Regions from separate parts of the Pan troglodytes genome. Here region 2 is linked to region 1. The links are chromatin contacts, called in public Hi-C maps. All regions are on one chromosome and are shown on one strand. The core of a region is the stretch at or near the end of the contact, and the rest is flanking DNA. Distances in the headings are between cores, read along the strand shown.

What was found. Hi-C and Micro-C count contacts between places; a contact is called where the count stands out from the background.
Region 2: a Hi-C map of induced pluripotent stem cells shows a contact between it and region 1, with 3 times the contacts expected there. The contact joins two enhancer-like sites. A contact is called at or near these places in 3 of 7 Hi-C or Micro-C datasets (induced pluripotent stem cells and stem cell-derived neural progenitor cells).

What each region holds. Positions count from the first base shown.
Region 1 is chr3:157,779,071-157,787,040 of NHGRI_mPanTro3-v2.0_pri, reverse strand. It overlaps LOC104006254 (a long non-coding RNA gene), which reads right to left. Exons shown (of 3, transcript XR_001717248.2): 1 at 7,702-7,970; 2 at 2,898-2,987. Among named protein-coding and RNA genes, the nearest start is that of CTSO, 13 kb to the right of the region's middle. Within about 2 kb of position 4,645, at least 11 of the 24 cell types and tissues checked have an H3K27ac peak or open chromatin away from gene starts, as enhancers often do. A contact at or near this core is called in induced pluripotent stem cells, where this site is marked.
Region 2 is chr3:157,965,410-157,973,379 of NHGRI_mPanTro3-v2.0_pri, reverse strand. No RefSeq gene overlaps it. Among named protein-coding and RNA genes, the nearest start is that of CTSO, 200 kb to the right of the region's middle. Within about 2 kb of position 2,734, at least 9 of the 24 cell types and tissues checked have an H3K27ac peak or open chromatin away from gene starts, as enhancers often do. A contact at or near this core is called in induced pluripotent stem cells, where this site is marked.

The DNA.
Region 1 (7,970 bases), core at 3,396-5,895:
GTAGAAAGACTTCAGTCTATTATTTCTGCTCTCCAGCTCTCCACCATGTTCCTCTCTAGACAGTGTTTGATGTGTGAGTGCAAGGACATGTATGGAATTGTGAGGGGGCACAGGGAATAGACCCTCAGGTCTGTCCTGTGTCCTTGAGGTCCATGCCAATCCTGGCTCTACATCTGATATTTCTTGGGGAGTATACAGCCCGGTTTCTTCTCTGGATGTTCTGATTAGCATCTGTGGCTGAATCAGCAGTTGACTAATGCCCAGCACTCAGCTCATTGAGGGCCAGCCACTTCTGCCTGCAGATCCACACTTTGCTTGGCTTGTGCAAGGCTAGAAACATTCTCTGTCAGGTACCTCACCCCGATAGCCTGTGAGGCATGTAATTCTACCCTCTTAACGATGCAGTCTTCCCTGTCCTCTATGGAATTGTTTGTGTGTTTTTCTATCAATTATCTATACTGATAAGTTTCCTTTGGAAATTTCCAATAACTATTGGGTTAAGAGAGTGATCTATTAAATATTTAGTTCCCTGAGATGGTTCAGGACCGTCATCACCTCAAATGTACTTGATAGAAGAAAGAAGCCATTATTGTTTACTTCGTCATTTTGAATAGGCATTTTGTTACATTATTTGTTGCTTCAACTTTTTAAAATTTTAATTTTAATTTCAATGGTGTTTGGAGTACAGGTTACATGGATAAGTTCCAAGATTTTGGTGCACCTGTCACCTAAACAATGTACACTGTACCCAATGTGTAGTATTTTATCCCTCACCCCCCTCCCACCCTTCCCGCCGAGTCCCCAAAGTCCACTGTATCATTCTTCCGCTTTGCATCCTCATAACTTAGCTCCCACTTATAAGTGAGAACACACAATATTTGGTTTTCCAATCCTGAGTTACCTCACTTAGAATAATGGCCTCCAGTCCATCCAAGTTGCTACAAAAGACATTATTTCATTCCTTTTTATGGCTGACTAGTATTCCACAGTGTATATATACCACATTTTCTTTATCCACTCATTGGTTGATGGGCATTTAGGTTGGTTCCATATCTTTGCAATTGCAAATTGTGCTGCTATAAACGTGTGTGCATGTGTGTTTTTCATATTATGACTTATTTTCCTTTGGGTAGGTACTCAGTAGTGAGACTGCTGGATCAAATGGTAGTTTACTTTCAGCTTTTTAAGAAATCTCCAGCTGGGCACAGTGGCTCACACCTGTAACCCCAGCACTTTGGGAGGCTGAGGCGGGTGGATCACGAGGTCAAGAGATTGAGACCATCCTGGCCAACATGATGAAACCTCATCTCTACTAAAAATACAAAAATTAGCTGGGCATGGTGGTGTGCACCTGTAGTCCCAGCTACTTGAGAGGCTGAGGCAGAAGAATCACTTGAACCCGGGAGGCAGAGGTTGCAGTGAGCCAAGATCATACCACTGCACTCCAGCCTGGTGACAGGGCGAGATACTGTCTCGAAGAAAAGAAAAAAAAAAAAAAAAGAAAAAGGAATCTCCATACAGTTTTTCATAGTGGTTGTACTAGCTTACATTCTCACCAGCACTGTAAAATATTCCCTTCTCATCACATCCATACCAACATCTACTGTTCTTTGACTTTTTAATAATGGCCATTCTTGCAGGAGTGAGGTGGTATGGCATTGGTTTTAATTTGCATTTCCCTGATAATTTGTGAGGTTGAGCATTTTTTTATATGTTTGTTGGCTGTTTATATATCTTCTTCTGAGAATTGTTTATTCACGTCCTTTGACCACTTTTTGATGGAATTATTTGTTTTTGTTTTTTTTTCCTGCTGATTTGTTTGAGTTTCCTGTAGATTCTGGATATTAGTTCTGTGTCGGATGCATAATTTGCAAATATTTTCTCCCACTCTATTGGTTGTCTGTTTACCCTTCTGATTATTTATCTTGCTGTGCAGATGTTGCTTCAATTTAATATGAACAAAAATCTTACTACAATATGACAGTATTGCCCTCATTAAAACAGAGAAATGATTTTTTTAAGTTTTCAATATCTTTAAAGCTGGCAATTTTGTTAGCATTTTCTTGAAAGGTGTCTCTAATAGGTGTATATTATGGAAATCTACTATACAGAGAATAAAAGTGACACTTAAAAGTAATTTCAATCACTACAGTAACTAAATATCCCACCATAACACACAAAAGTTTATTCCTTTTTAGATTTTACAAATACATGGTCTGTAATTTGATAGTTGAAAAAAATTGCATTTAATGTCAGGAACTTACGCAGTTGAGTTGAAGGTTTTTTAAGAAATTATATTAATATCATAAAAATCAGCTTATAAAAAAACTAGTGCCTTTATTCTCCTAGCCCCTTTAATTCATATTACAGTATGAACTGTATAGTGCATAACTTTGAAAAGCCTCAGAATCAATACTTCACAGTTGCAGGTGTGGCAGATTTTTAAAGTATTTATGTCCCAAACTATCTTTGAAAATGTCCCTATGTTTATTTAACTGGTTTATTTTTAGTGTTACTGAAATTTTCCAGGTTTGGGATAGTTATGCTACTTTAAAAAAATGAAAGCATCACTTACTGATGTGTGAAATGATCATATAGATCAAGACGATGAAATAAAAACATTTTTGAAACTCCAGATTGTCTGAATTTTCAGAGGAGTAAAATAATCTGGCCTTTAGTTTACATTGTTTTAATGTGTATACTAACTACAGCTTTCCTTCAATGTGTGATGCATACTTACTGCTTGTTTTTAAGACCAAAATTAACCTCTTCCAGAAGGGTGATTATTAGCTTAGCTGGAAAAAAAAGACAGGATTCATTTAAACAAAGTCTTTGGCCAGGTCTGTAATAGCAAAGTGTAGAAGACAGACAATCAGCAACAATGACTTAATACTCACTTTCCACAAACCTTTCTAGCATGTCCCATGGGTAACTTTAAAGAGAGCAACAGTCTCTGCCTTCACCGTATCGAAAATTAAATAGGAAACCTAAAGAAAAGCATCAACACACATGAATAAAATGCCAGCAATTTGGAAACACAGACAAATGCAGCCAACATAGCCTTTATTTGTGGCACACATGCTCCTTTTTTTTTGAGACGGAGTCCCACTATGTCACCCAGGCTGGAATGCAGTGGCACGATCTCTACTCACTGCAACCTCTGCCTCCCGGGTTCTAGCGATTCTTCTGCCTTAGCTTCCTGAGTAGCTGGGATTACAGGCACCTGCCACCAAGCCCAGCTAATTTTTGTATTTTTAGCAGAGATGAGGTTATGCCATGTTGGCCAGGCTGGTCTCGAACTCCTGACCTCAGGTGATCAGCCCGCCTCAGACTCCCGAAGTGCTGGGATTACAGGCATGAGCCACTGCACCCGGCCAGCACACATGCTTTCAAAGATAAGAATATTGCTCTAATTCTTTACCTGTTTGGAAGAGATAGAGTCTAATAAAGAAGAATGTAGTACCAAAAAAATCATAGGATTGATCTATTACAATACAGAGGAATAATGAGAGGCTTTCCACATTAGAAGAATCAACAGTTTCATACATAACTTTGTACATGGGACATGTACTATTCTAAAGAGCTCGCTGGAAAAATCAAATTCTATGATCACAATGTTCAGGTACCAGTGTCCTGGTAAATTTTACTTATCTACCCTTTCCTAAAATAGAATCTTGCCACAGAATTGCTTTACGGCATTAAAAAAAAAAAAATACAGTGGCTCAAAGACCAGAGTTGCCCCATCCAACCTGGTTGTTTTTAGATATTGTCACCAGTAAATCCTTAGAGTCATCCTGTAGAGCTCTAGCAGGTTATTTAAATAAATGCATAGTCATTATATCATTTTTGTCAATAATATTCAATATTAATTCCTATAAGCACTCTTTCTATTAATCATTTTATCTTTTCTTCAATAAATTCACTATGTTATTCATGGTACTTTATCAGTTGGTGAATTAATTAGGTTTCTTCTGAATTAATCAGGTTTCTTCTGTAATTAGATTTTTCCAGAGATTACATCAGGTAATGCCCACGGGTTATAAAAAACAATCCTTTTGCCACACTCCTATGTTAGTGGGGGATCTGCCACTGGGCTTATCTCAATTGGGCTTGCCTAGGCTTTCAGCCCTAGCATGGATCACAGGCCTCAGATGGGTTTGGGTTTTCATTTCAGCACCCAGGCTGAGAAAACAATAATTTCCTGAGACTGGCTCCACTTGTGGCAAAGGGCAGATATCCCAGGAGCACTGGGGGTAACTTTATGTGTCTCTCAAGGCATCAGTTTGGTACAAGCACATAATCATTTCTGGTCACTATTTCGTTAGCCAAAGGAATTATCACTTGGCCAAGCCCTAAGTCAATGGGGTAAGGAAACAGACTACACCCACAGGGAAGCTATGGAAGGTAGGGGAGAGAAGGGAAAATTAGGGACTCTTAATACCACCTACCCCATGTATGTAAGTAAAGAGAGAGAGAATAAAACCTAGTATCTCGTAATAACTTATAAACACTATGCTAAGAAAATCATGATTGCAAAAGAGGTCAGGATGTGGCAATTTAAACTGGTTAATAAGGATGACTCAGGCTCATCTGATCCAGGCCAGGGAAGCCCCATGACTGTTCAGTTATTTCTTTCAGGCACTGATAGGGACGCTTCCATGACTCAGTTACATAGCACACCCTCCTGGCCTTCATTTGGTTTAGTATTCTGGCAATGTTTTACCAAACAGCAGCTTTTCTTCTGGGTTTAGCTCCGGCTCTCCCTCACATATTCACTCTTACCAAACCCTTTATTTTTACTCACTTAACCTGGGTCAGGTGCTCCCAATAGCCAAGCTCTCACCATAAGCATCTGGCACCGAGAACCTGACAACCATGACTACAGAGTGTTTCCTGCCTTTAAATTATCCAGCTTCTTATGGAGGATATTGCTTATTCTCAAAATAGGAAAGTCATAAATCAGCAAAAATGTTATTAATCTGGACTACTTAAGCAATATACTTAAAAATATATGATCTGATTTTAAATACTACATTTTAATTTAAAACAAAGTGTGAGTGGCCTGGCGCGGTGCCTCATGTCTGTAATCCCAGCACTTTGGGAGGCCAAGGCAGGCAGATCACGGGGTCAGGAGATCGAGACCATCATGGCTAGCATGGTGAAACCCCGTCTCTACTAAAAATACAAAAAATTAGCCAGGCATGGTGGCAGACGCCTGTAGTCCCAGCTACACAGAAGGCTGGCAGGAGAATGGCGTGAACCCAGGAGGCAGAGCTTGCAGTGAGCAGAGATCGCGCCGTGAACCTGGGAGGCAGAGCTTGCAGTGAGCAGAGATAGCACCACTGCACTCCAGCCTGGGCGACAGAACAAGACTCTGTCTCAAAAAAAAAAAAAAAAAAAAAGTGAGTATAAGCTGTTGAGCTTCCTAAATACCAAATAAGTCATGAAATATAGTAGAATAAGATAGTTTATGTTTTATTGTAGCCTTTGTCACTAAGATTTACAGTTACTTTTCACATGACATACATCCCTATATTTGATACCTTGGTAACCTCACTCAAATGATGGCAAATATGAGCTTTAAGGGTTTTGTATAGTCCTATTCAACTGATATTAAGTATTTGAGACATTATGAAATTATCTTTTTTTTTTTTTTTGAGACGAAATTTCATTCTTGTCACCCAGGCTGGAGTGCGATGGCACGATCTAGGCTCACTACAACCTCCACCTCCCAGCTTCAAGTGATTCTCCAACCTCAGCCTCCAGAGTAGCTGGAATTACAGGTGTTCGCCAACATGCCCAGCTAGTTTTTGTATATTTAGTAGAGACAGGTTTTCGTCATGTTGGCCAGGCTGGTCTCGAACTTCTCGAAGTTATCTTTTTACATTAAAAACATACATATATTTTATTCATAAAGAATCCCAGTAACATATACATAAAAACTCTTCTAATTTGAAAGTACAGAAATTCCATAAAAATTTAGCCAATAAATTTAAATAATGGCACTATCTGATTTAAAGAACATTTAGTTAAAGTTGTACTTTTTAATTTAATCTTGAATCTTTTTCAGATTAGCATCTCAAAGAAGTCTTATTCTCATGATTGTATTTTCATATGATTTGTTCATTGAATCAAAGGTCAGTCATTTCAGAGAACACTTATTGATCATCTAGTATATATTAGGCATTGAGTACTCAAAATGTAAAGGCCAGCAGTAGAGACAGCTTCAGTCATCATGGACAATATAGTTTACAGATATTGTCTGCCAGTGATATCGACAGAAAGAGCAAACCAAATTAAAAAGAAAGGCTGGATGCAGTGGCTCACACTTGTAATCCCAGCACTTTGGGAGGCTGAGATGGGTCGATTACTTGAGCCCAAGAGCTGGAGACCAGCCTGGGCAACATGGCAAAACCCAAGCTCCACAAGTACAAAAATTAGCTGAGGGTGGTGGCACATGCCTATAGTCTTAGCAACCCAGGAGGCTGAGGTGGGAGGATAACCTGAGTCCAGGGAGGTGGAAGCTGCTGTGAGCCTTAATCACACCACTGCTCTCCATCCTGGGTGACAGAGTGAGACCCTGTCTCAAAAAAAGAAAAGAAAATATATTTTTGGATAAAGTTTTATGAAGAATATAAACTTGGAAACAGGATAGAAAATGACTCGCAAGATGTGCACCGCTTGACATAGGGAGGTCAAGGAAGACATCTGAGTGAAATCTAAAGGAAAAATAAGAGAAGAAGCCAGCAATGTGTGATACTGCAAAAAGAGATTTCTAGGCTCTGCAGAAAAGAGGAAAGAGGCTGTCATGTGTGAATGAGCCTGTGGTGTTCAAGAGACATGGGGAAAAAAGACTCTTGCCTGACACCCACGGAGCAAGGGTGAGCATGGTACTTGGGGGTTCAGGGGAGTGGGCAGGGGCCGGGTCCCTGAGGGAGTTTTGACATAGATGATGGTGACTTCCAGAGCAGTGTGCCCATGAAGAAACAGCAAATACTGGGTTTCTAAAAATCACTCCCCCACCGTTCAGTAACTATACATACCAGAAGTAAACCACTTTTTGGTTCTCATTGTTATAACCTGTAAAAAACGGGAATCTTTACAGTCATAGTACCAATACAGATTTTAATAGATTTATTTAATCAAAAATCTCAAGATCTAACATATTGACTGAAAACTAACATATATTAAGCCTCTTTATTTTATGTTAATCATACTCGGAACTTGTTTTGTCGTTTGTCCTAAAACTATAATATACATACCTTTGCAGCTGGACAAAGTGGTTTCCTAGCAACAAAATGATTAGCACTTTCTTTGCAAGAAACTAATCACCTTAATATAGATGGAAGAAAAAACGCTGGCACTCTAGTAGAAGCAAAAATTCTTTCACAAAATAACTGATGGAATTTATGTATTCACCCATTCAACACATATTTATTAAATGCCTGCTAAACACCAAACACAATGATGACCATTGAGGACTAAAGGTTACTGCTTAGCATGATGTAGGGGTTCCATATTTAATACATTATTTGTTGAATTAGTATATAATCCTAATTCATAAATTATTGTACAAATGGCTCTCTAGTTTCAAATGAAAATATATTGAAAACAGTATAATGGTCTGTATTAGGTTCTCCAGAGAAACAGGACTAATAAGATATATACATGTATATATAGAGGGAGATTAAAAGGAATTACCTCATGGAATTATGAAGAACTCGAGGGCAGGTCAGCAAGCTGGAGGCCCAGGTGAGCTGATGGTTTAGTTCCAATCTCAGTCAGAAGGCCTGAGAACCAGGAGAGTCTACGGTAAAGCTCTAGTCCAAAGGCCAGCAGACTAGAGACTCGGAAAGAACTGATGTATCAGTTGGAGTGTGAAAGCAAGAAGAAAGCCTGTGTCCCAGTTAGAAGGCAGTCAGAGGGGAAGACTTCTCTCTCATTCAGGGAAGGTCAGCCTTTTGTCAGAG
Region 2 (7,970 bases), core at 1,485-3,984, 190 kb before region 1:
ACTAAGTACATACAATTAAAAACTAGTGAAACATTGAATGTTTAGGAAAAGTAAGCTTTTTTTTTCTTATTGTAATACATGTTCGTTGTAGAAAATTTAGGGGAAAAAAAATCTATTCTTATTGTCCAGGGAATGTTGGCAAAAATGGCCTTTGTTTGGATAATTTGATTGTTTAATTTCCTTTCTCTGGACATATTTGAAAACCCTAAAGTTATCACAGTAAATTAAATTCTCCATATTTAATTAAAGGTTTGCATGAAGGCACATTTTGGACTGACGACTTCTAAATTCACATGGTCAACACTGAGAGTCAGGCTCTTTGAGCTTTTTCCTGATAAAAGTTCAGAATAAAGTTTAACATGCTTAATCATTCTTAAATTGTCTGGTTTTTCTACCTTATTTCCTTTATTTCTTTGTAAGAAAAAGAAAACTTTGCCAAATGGTGGGGGCGGGGAGTTAATAATGTATTTTAATAGAATGTTACACAGTTTCTTGATGAGCTCAAATTATGAAATAATGCAGGAATCATATAACTTATTAATAAAAATATGTTTACATTATAAAGCCAGAAACAATGTAGAGCCCTTTGTTAATTGTATGGCAAGTGGCATGTGGTAACCTTCAAAGTCTGACTGCATTCCCTCATGAGTGTTCACCATTTTTTTTTTGGAGATGGAGTCTCGCTCTGTTGCCCAGGCTGGAGTGCAGTGGCTTGATGTCCGGCTCACTGCAACCTCCACCTCCTGGGTTCAAGCAATTCTTCTGCCTCAGCCTCCCGAGTAGCTGGAACTACAGGTGCCCACCACCATGGCCGGCTAATTTTTGTATTTTTAGTAGAGACGGGGTTTCACCGTTTTAGCCAGGATGGTCTCGATCTCCTGACCTCATGATCCGCCTGCCTCGGCCTCCCAAAGTGCTGGAATTACAGGCTTGAGCCACCACGCCCTGTGGCGTTCACCTTTAGAAAGGACTCTGATGGTGACTCTGATACATATGCAAAATAACCTTCTGAGAGATTTTCTGCCACTTAGGAATAGAAGATATTCTCTTTGCCTCCATCTCCAGAGTAAGGGAATAAAGTAACAGTTAGAACGTAGAAAAATAAACGGCCTAGCTTTCCCCTCCGATTATATCAATCAAAAGTGAAATTAGCAGCCCCTGCCATATTTGTTTTTCATCTCTTGCCCAGATTATGTCTGCATGGAGGGCTGAGAATAATATTTCAGAAGAAGCAGGTAAACTATAAACGACCACAAGCAAGTTCCCTTTTACCCTCCTCTCTTTGGTTACTATCAGTGTCTAGGAGCATGTCCTCTGTAACCATGCATACTTTAAAATTGTGGATTAACTTGTTGCTTTTGAATTGTTTAGCTTTCATTGTAATATCTAGATATCAGCTTCTGAAGTTTTAAAGAAACTTTGTTATTAAATGAATGGTATTGCTGATCATTACAAGCAGTTTCTTCAAGATGCCAATATCTATACTTAAAAAAATTCATTGAATATAGTGGAACTACTATACATGGTGTGCTGAGGTGCATTCCTTCCAGACTTAGGGTCTAGTGATGTTCATGTTTGCTTCTTGAAACCACCCATAGTAAGAATAGTTACATCAGAAACGCAGAAAAACATTACAACAAAGGACATTGCTCTCCTGGGAAGCTGGTTGTTAATGCATAAACCTGAGTTAATCTCTGCCAGTCTTTGGTCTTTTTGCTCTGGTATCCATTCTTCAGCTTCCACCTAATCTGCAGTGTTCTGCAGATGGCCGTCTCCGAGATGCATTCTTGGGTTCCCTTGTAAGCTGGTTGCCAGCTGGTTTCAAACAATGGGAGCCACCTACAGGAAATTGTCAGATGAAGAAAAGGAAAAGCCAGACAGGGACTCTGATAGCAATGGCCTCTCCTCTGTAGCTCTAGATTTTGCCAGAGAGGTTGACATAGTTTTCTTCCAATGTGTCATCTTGGCCCTTGTAACACTGCCTCTTCTCTTGTCCCTGCTGACTTCAAAAGGTAGCAACTTCTTGCAGATGCTAATTTATGAGTTGCCTCAGAGGCCTACATTTGGCTTCTCAGCTCTTCAGAGTTGCATGACCAGTTCCCTGCATGAAATGTTCTTTATTTTCATAGTAAGTTGGTAATATTCTTTAATTTTGCTAGGAAAGATAAACCACGCCGTAAATTTAACAGGAATTTAATATGAAATAATTATTAAACTATGATAGGAAAGCAACTATAAAGATACAGAAGCAATTCTAAAGGGAACCCTATGCTGAAGCTGACTTTCAAAGGAAGGACAAACTTAGAAGGTGGGACCCTCTTCAGGGCTGAGTTCTCATCTTGGAGAAAGCATGTTTGCAGCTCATGGAATAGCAGAGAAGTTTGTTAGGTTGGCTGGGACAAAGCTGGTCTGCATTCATCACACAAGAAAGAGATAAACCTCCAGGGTGCTGGCAAGCCAGGTTGGTCGGCAAGTACACAGAGGAAATCTGGATACTCTGTGGGTGTTATGGGCTTGGAGCATGCAGCGTCAGTATGTTAGGGTGGAGATAAGAAGCCTTGGGAAGGTAGTCACAGGGCTTAGGCAGGGCCTATGAGGTCACTGACACATTTTGCCTTCTGGGTGTGTGGCTGGACAAGGCATCACTGAATGTTCTTACACACCCACACAGCAGGACTGCAGCAGGAGCCAGAGAGGGCTGAAAATCCAAAGCAAAACAGCCAAAACTGGGAAGAGAAGCCCCTTCCTTCTGTAATGTGACTCCAGTGCCCTCTATTGACAAAGCTTAACATGGTGCTGTGCTTAAAGAGAAATGTTTAAAGCAATCAGTCCATTACTTCAGAACAGGCACTGAGGGGTCAATTTGGAGGTAAGGGCAATACATAGAAATTAACACAGTGTATTTTCTGTGTTCCTGGTTGGGGTCTGATTAATAAAATTCTCAAAGTTAACGCCTTCATTTTATATTGTTATTTCATCCTATAATCTTTTGCTGTTGTTCAGTTTTAAAATATCAGGTATTTATCATTATTCTTGATGACTCACTTTCCTTCATGCCTTGGCCTTGATTTAACATCTGTTTTGAATGTGCCGTCTACTTTCTACCTTCTTACTATCACACTAATTCGTATCCTTATCATCTATCTCAGGGAATAGTGTATTTATTCTTGAAGTGAGAAATGACTAAGTGCCTCTTTAAATGAAAAATGACTAAGTCCTTCTAATTTACCAGGCACTGTGCTTGGCACATGGAATAGTCAGATGTGATTCTTTTTTCTTATATAGCTTAAACTTTAGTTTAGAGATTAAGGACACTGATAGTTGTATAATTAAAAACATTAAAAATGTCCCTGAAATGATAATGATGATGATGATGATGATGATGATGACAGTAATAGATATAGTCATACATGAGAAAATAGCTAGACAACCTGAGACCAAAGGTTATGCCTGAAGGAGCTGGTGCTTGAGCTTAGTATGATGGCTGAATAGAGGATAATTAGGTAAAGGGGTGGGAAAGGGCATTCCAAATGTAGGGCACATGTTTAAAGGCAGGAACATACTTATTTAATGATCTTCAAGGAGGCCAATCAATGTGTCTGGCATAGAGAGACAGCAATACCGAAGCATCCTAGCAGATGGTGCTTAAGAGCAAGCTAATATTTGGACCATGTGACGATTTGAAAACAATATTAAATATTTGGGTGTTTTCCCCAATAGCAATGACAATTATTTCCAGTAACCTCTTAACCTGTTAAGTTTTCCTTTTATAGTTTTCTTCTGGCAAGCCTCCAGTCTGAATTCTGTGTATTTTTTCCAGTTTTTCTTTACTGCCATAAAAATCTATTCATGTAAATCACTATCTTTTGCATATTGCACTCATATACCTCTTCTACCCTGCCATTATTCTAACCCCACTAAGGTAGGCCAGCCTCCAAGATAGCCTTCAAAGTTTCCCTACTCCATGCCCTTGTGTGGTTGAATCAGACTAAGTTGTGTAAATAATTGCAGATTGTGAAAGTGACAGTGTGTTCTGTGGCATCATCCTTTACTCGTTCTCCTTCTCTCAGATCATTATCTCAGAAGGAAGCCAGTTGCCATATTATGAGAACACTCAAGAAACCCTATGGGGAAACCCATGAAGCAAAGAATTAAGACCTCCTGTCAACAGACAATGAGGAATTAAAGCCTCCTGCCAAAAGCCAACATAAATGGAGGCTCCTGCCAACAGCCATGTGAATTATCCATCTGAGAAGTGGACCATCGTTTCTCAATTAAATCACAAAATGATTGAAGTGTGGGCCACCATCTTATCTGCAAGCTCACGAGAAATTCGGAACCAGAACAACCCAGCAAAGCCACTCCCAAGCTCTAACTAATGAATATGCCCCTGGTTAGTTACTCTTTTGTACTCTTATCAATCGATACTCTCCAACTTTCAGTAAATCTGACCCCTACCAATTACAATACCAGAGAGAGTAGTTTCAAGAAGCCATCCAAATACTGAGTTTCTTTTGTCCCTAATATTCTGTTACTGATATCTGGGAAGAAATTCCATATGATACTTTGGTCCTTAGGAGATGCACAGGCTTAGATATGTAGAGTCCCATTTATAAGTATGCACAAAATATTATAACAGTCACTTTTAATCGACCTATGCAAAATGAAAATCTTAGATCAAACATGTATCATACATTTATTAGAATGTATTGTGATTATTGATTTGTTTATAAGACTTCTCATTAACTTGTAAGCTATTTCTGGTTCCAAAATCTATTGGAAAATTATAATAGATACAGAGAATCATGGGGCTCAGTAAAAAGCATCCTATTAATATTATATCAATTGATCGCAGAGTCCTAACTCCTGTGAATGTGTGCTTGTAAGTTTGAAATATACACAAGATCAGGTCACTACCAGAAATCAGGAAACCAAGAATCTTAAGAGGCAGAATAAATACTGAAGGACAAACAGTAGGACAAATGGAGAAAACAGACAACTAGCCAAAATCAAACTTTTTCAGGCATCTTAGAGAAGAAGTAGAACAAGAAAATGGAAAATCACCAAGTGATCTAGAGGTATGTTTGAAATGATTATCTTTCATCTGCATTTTGAAGCCAACATTTAAAGAGAATCTTGTGGCTGTTGTATGATGAGACATTCTAAAACATTTTCTAGAAATGAATTTAATTTTTGACTGACTCATGCATATCAGTTCAGATAAAATAGGAGTGTAGTATTTATCCTCTATTTTCTAGTTCCAATGGTGGAAATTTTGCAAATCCACCTTGTGTAATAATAATATTCAGTCTCAGTACTTCCCATACCTGATAATTTCTCAAGACAAGGTGAATCATGATAACTTTTCTCTGCAGTGATAGCTAAAAGGTGACTCTGCATCATAATTTCTTAGTAGGACTCAATGTAAAACTTACCTATTTCTCTAGAAAAATCTCAAGAAAATGGAGCATCTTAAGCCACACTTCGCCACCTAAATTCACTGGCTCAAAACCACAGTGGTAGAGTTGCATAGTTGTGAGAGACCATATGGCCAGAAAAGCCTCAAACATTTGCTATCTGGCTCTTTGTAGAAGACATCTGTTGATCATTGATATAAAGTAATGAAAAGGTTCTATAAGCCACATATGAAAATGCAATATCAAAGTAAAACCCAATATTCATGATAATTGGTGATTGGCTCCTGTGTTTTAGCCAGACTCATTCTCCAATGATGGCAGTCTAAAATTTGTTATTGTTTGTTTGTTTGTTTATTCTTCTACGCGAGGGTGGGAGAGTTGAAAATGAGAGTCCTGGTGATTATTTGGAACTTTCTCAGCCCATGACAATTGTTCACGTTGTATGGAATCAGTCAACTCCCCACCTATTAAGAAAATATCACTCTCCCCCCCCTACCTTTTTTTTTTTTTTACAATAACTGGTAGAAAGCTGACTGAAAATACTATTTTTTAAATTACTCTAGTAACAATACATCCCACATTTTCTATGAATAGAATCCACTTACATTTTAAGACAGAATTTTACTAAACTTTGTTGTTTTATTTTATATAAGATATTCAGAATAAAAACCTGAAAAATAATATAATTTCCAGAATGAAGACGAGTTTTCTGATATGATAAAGGAGAACTGATTATATGGAATTAAAGATTTACTTCTCAGTCATAAGAACATGTCTGGAAGTATTGTGTAGGTTAATATTCATTTGTCATATTAACAAAGACACTAATTTTCCAAGTTGCATAGAAATCCTGAGGTATGAGGTAAACACAAAACAGCATTTGATGAAAAAATGTTATATGTCCCCTACGATTTTCATCTACGGAGTCATTAATTAAGTAGGATGGTATGAAGCAGTGGTATCAGACCTGAGATAAAACTTGTTGAGAAACAAGCATCTTCCTTTGTGGAAAAAATACCAGACATTTAAAATCACAAAAGCTGAGACTGATAGATCGCTGCTTTTGAGGAATATAAATTTTCCTTGTCTCTCCCAGCCTCTACAAATATAAATGTGGTCATTATCAGAATGTGTTTCCTGTTCTAAGCTTCAGACTCTTAAACCCAACTGCCTATTTTCTAAAGGACATCTTTAAATAAACATAACCAAAACTAAATATTTCATTCCTTTATATCTCTTAAGCCTGGTCCAGTCTTCTATTTTACTCTAAACTGTACCAGTATTCACCCAATTGCTCAAATCAAAAAAGACAAAAACAAACACTTATGTATTACCTTTTGATTTCTCCTTTTTTAAAAAAACCCACATCTAATATATCGATATATCCTAATTGTTCTACCTACAAAGTATTTTTGAATCTGTCTGCTTCTCTCAAACTCAGGATCATAATCATAGTCAATGTCATCATTGTCTGTTCCTCAGAACGCTGAAAACCTACTTATCTATTTAGACTCCCTCCTTTCCACCTTTGTCTCCCACCACTCCACCGTCTACACAGGAAGCAGAGTAATCTTTTTGAAATATAAAACAAATCACATTACTATCCTGTTTAAAATGGCTTCTTACTGCTTTTATACTATAAAATCTATATTATTAGCCATGGCTTACATCTTGAGTGATCTTACCACCACAAACACATTCTCTTATGCTACTCTACCCTCCCTAATTCTGATCTTCCTAATTCTGAAAGAAACTGAAAGACACCATACATTCTTCCATATCAGACCCTTTATATAAATATCTACTGATCCTTGTATTTAGAATGGCCAACCCATAATCTTCATATTTTCACTAGGCTGACTCCTTCTTCAGCTTTTAAGTCTTACCTTAAATTTGGTGCACTCAGAGAGGCTTTCTGACCATGCCCTCAAAGGCAGTGGCTTACTCACTGAGTGATTGTTCTCTTTTCCCTATTGTCTTATTGTTTAGCTCCTTTATAGTACATGATATCCACCATTAAGTATTCTGTTGATTTATATACATATATATCCTGTCTCTCTCTAAATTGGAAGATCCATCCGGACAAGAACCATATCTATTTCCTTCAACTTTGTATCTCCAATACCTTATATGCTCACCTGGGATATCTAAAACATTCAAATGTGTTTGGTATGTGAATAAATACAAATTAGGCTCCAAGTTTAATTTGTCGTTAATTAGTATGAAATATAACACAGAGCCTTGCACACATTCATCTGGTGTGGAGTGAAAGGAATTTGTTTATATGTGGAAAATGCCGTAATTATATTTTAAATATGTTTAGTTCAACATACAAACAATTGAATGAGTTTAGCAATGTTTCAAAATGTTGTGCGGCTAGAGTTCCTTATTTCTTTTTGTGATAACTCATGTGAGTTATCATCTTAATTTCCAAGAGGTTTCAAAGCAAAAATCCTAAGCAATGATATTTTCTCCTTTTCCTTGAGTCAAATTCTGCTTTTTGATATTTCCAAAAGGCCAGAATCACTGATTTGTTTTGACTATGTTACTTGT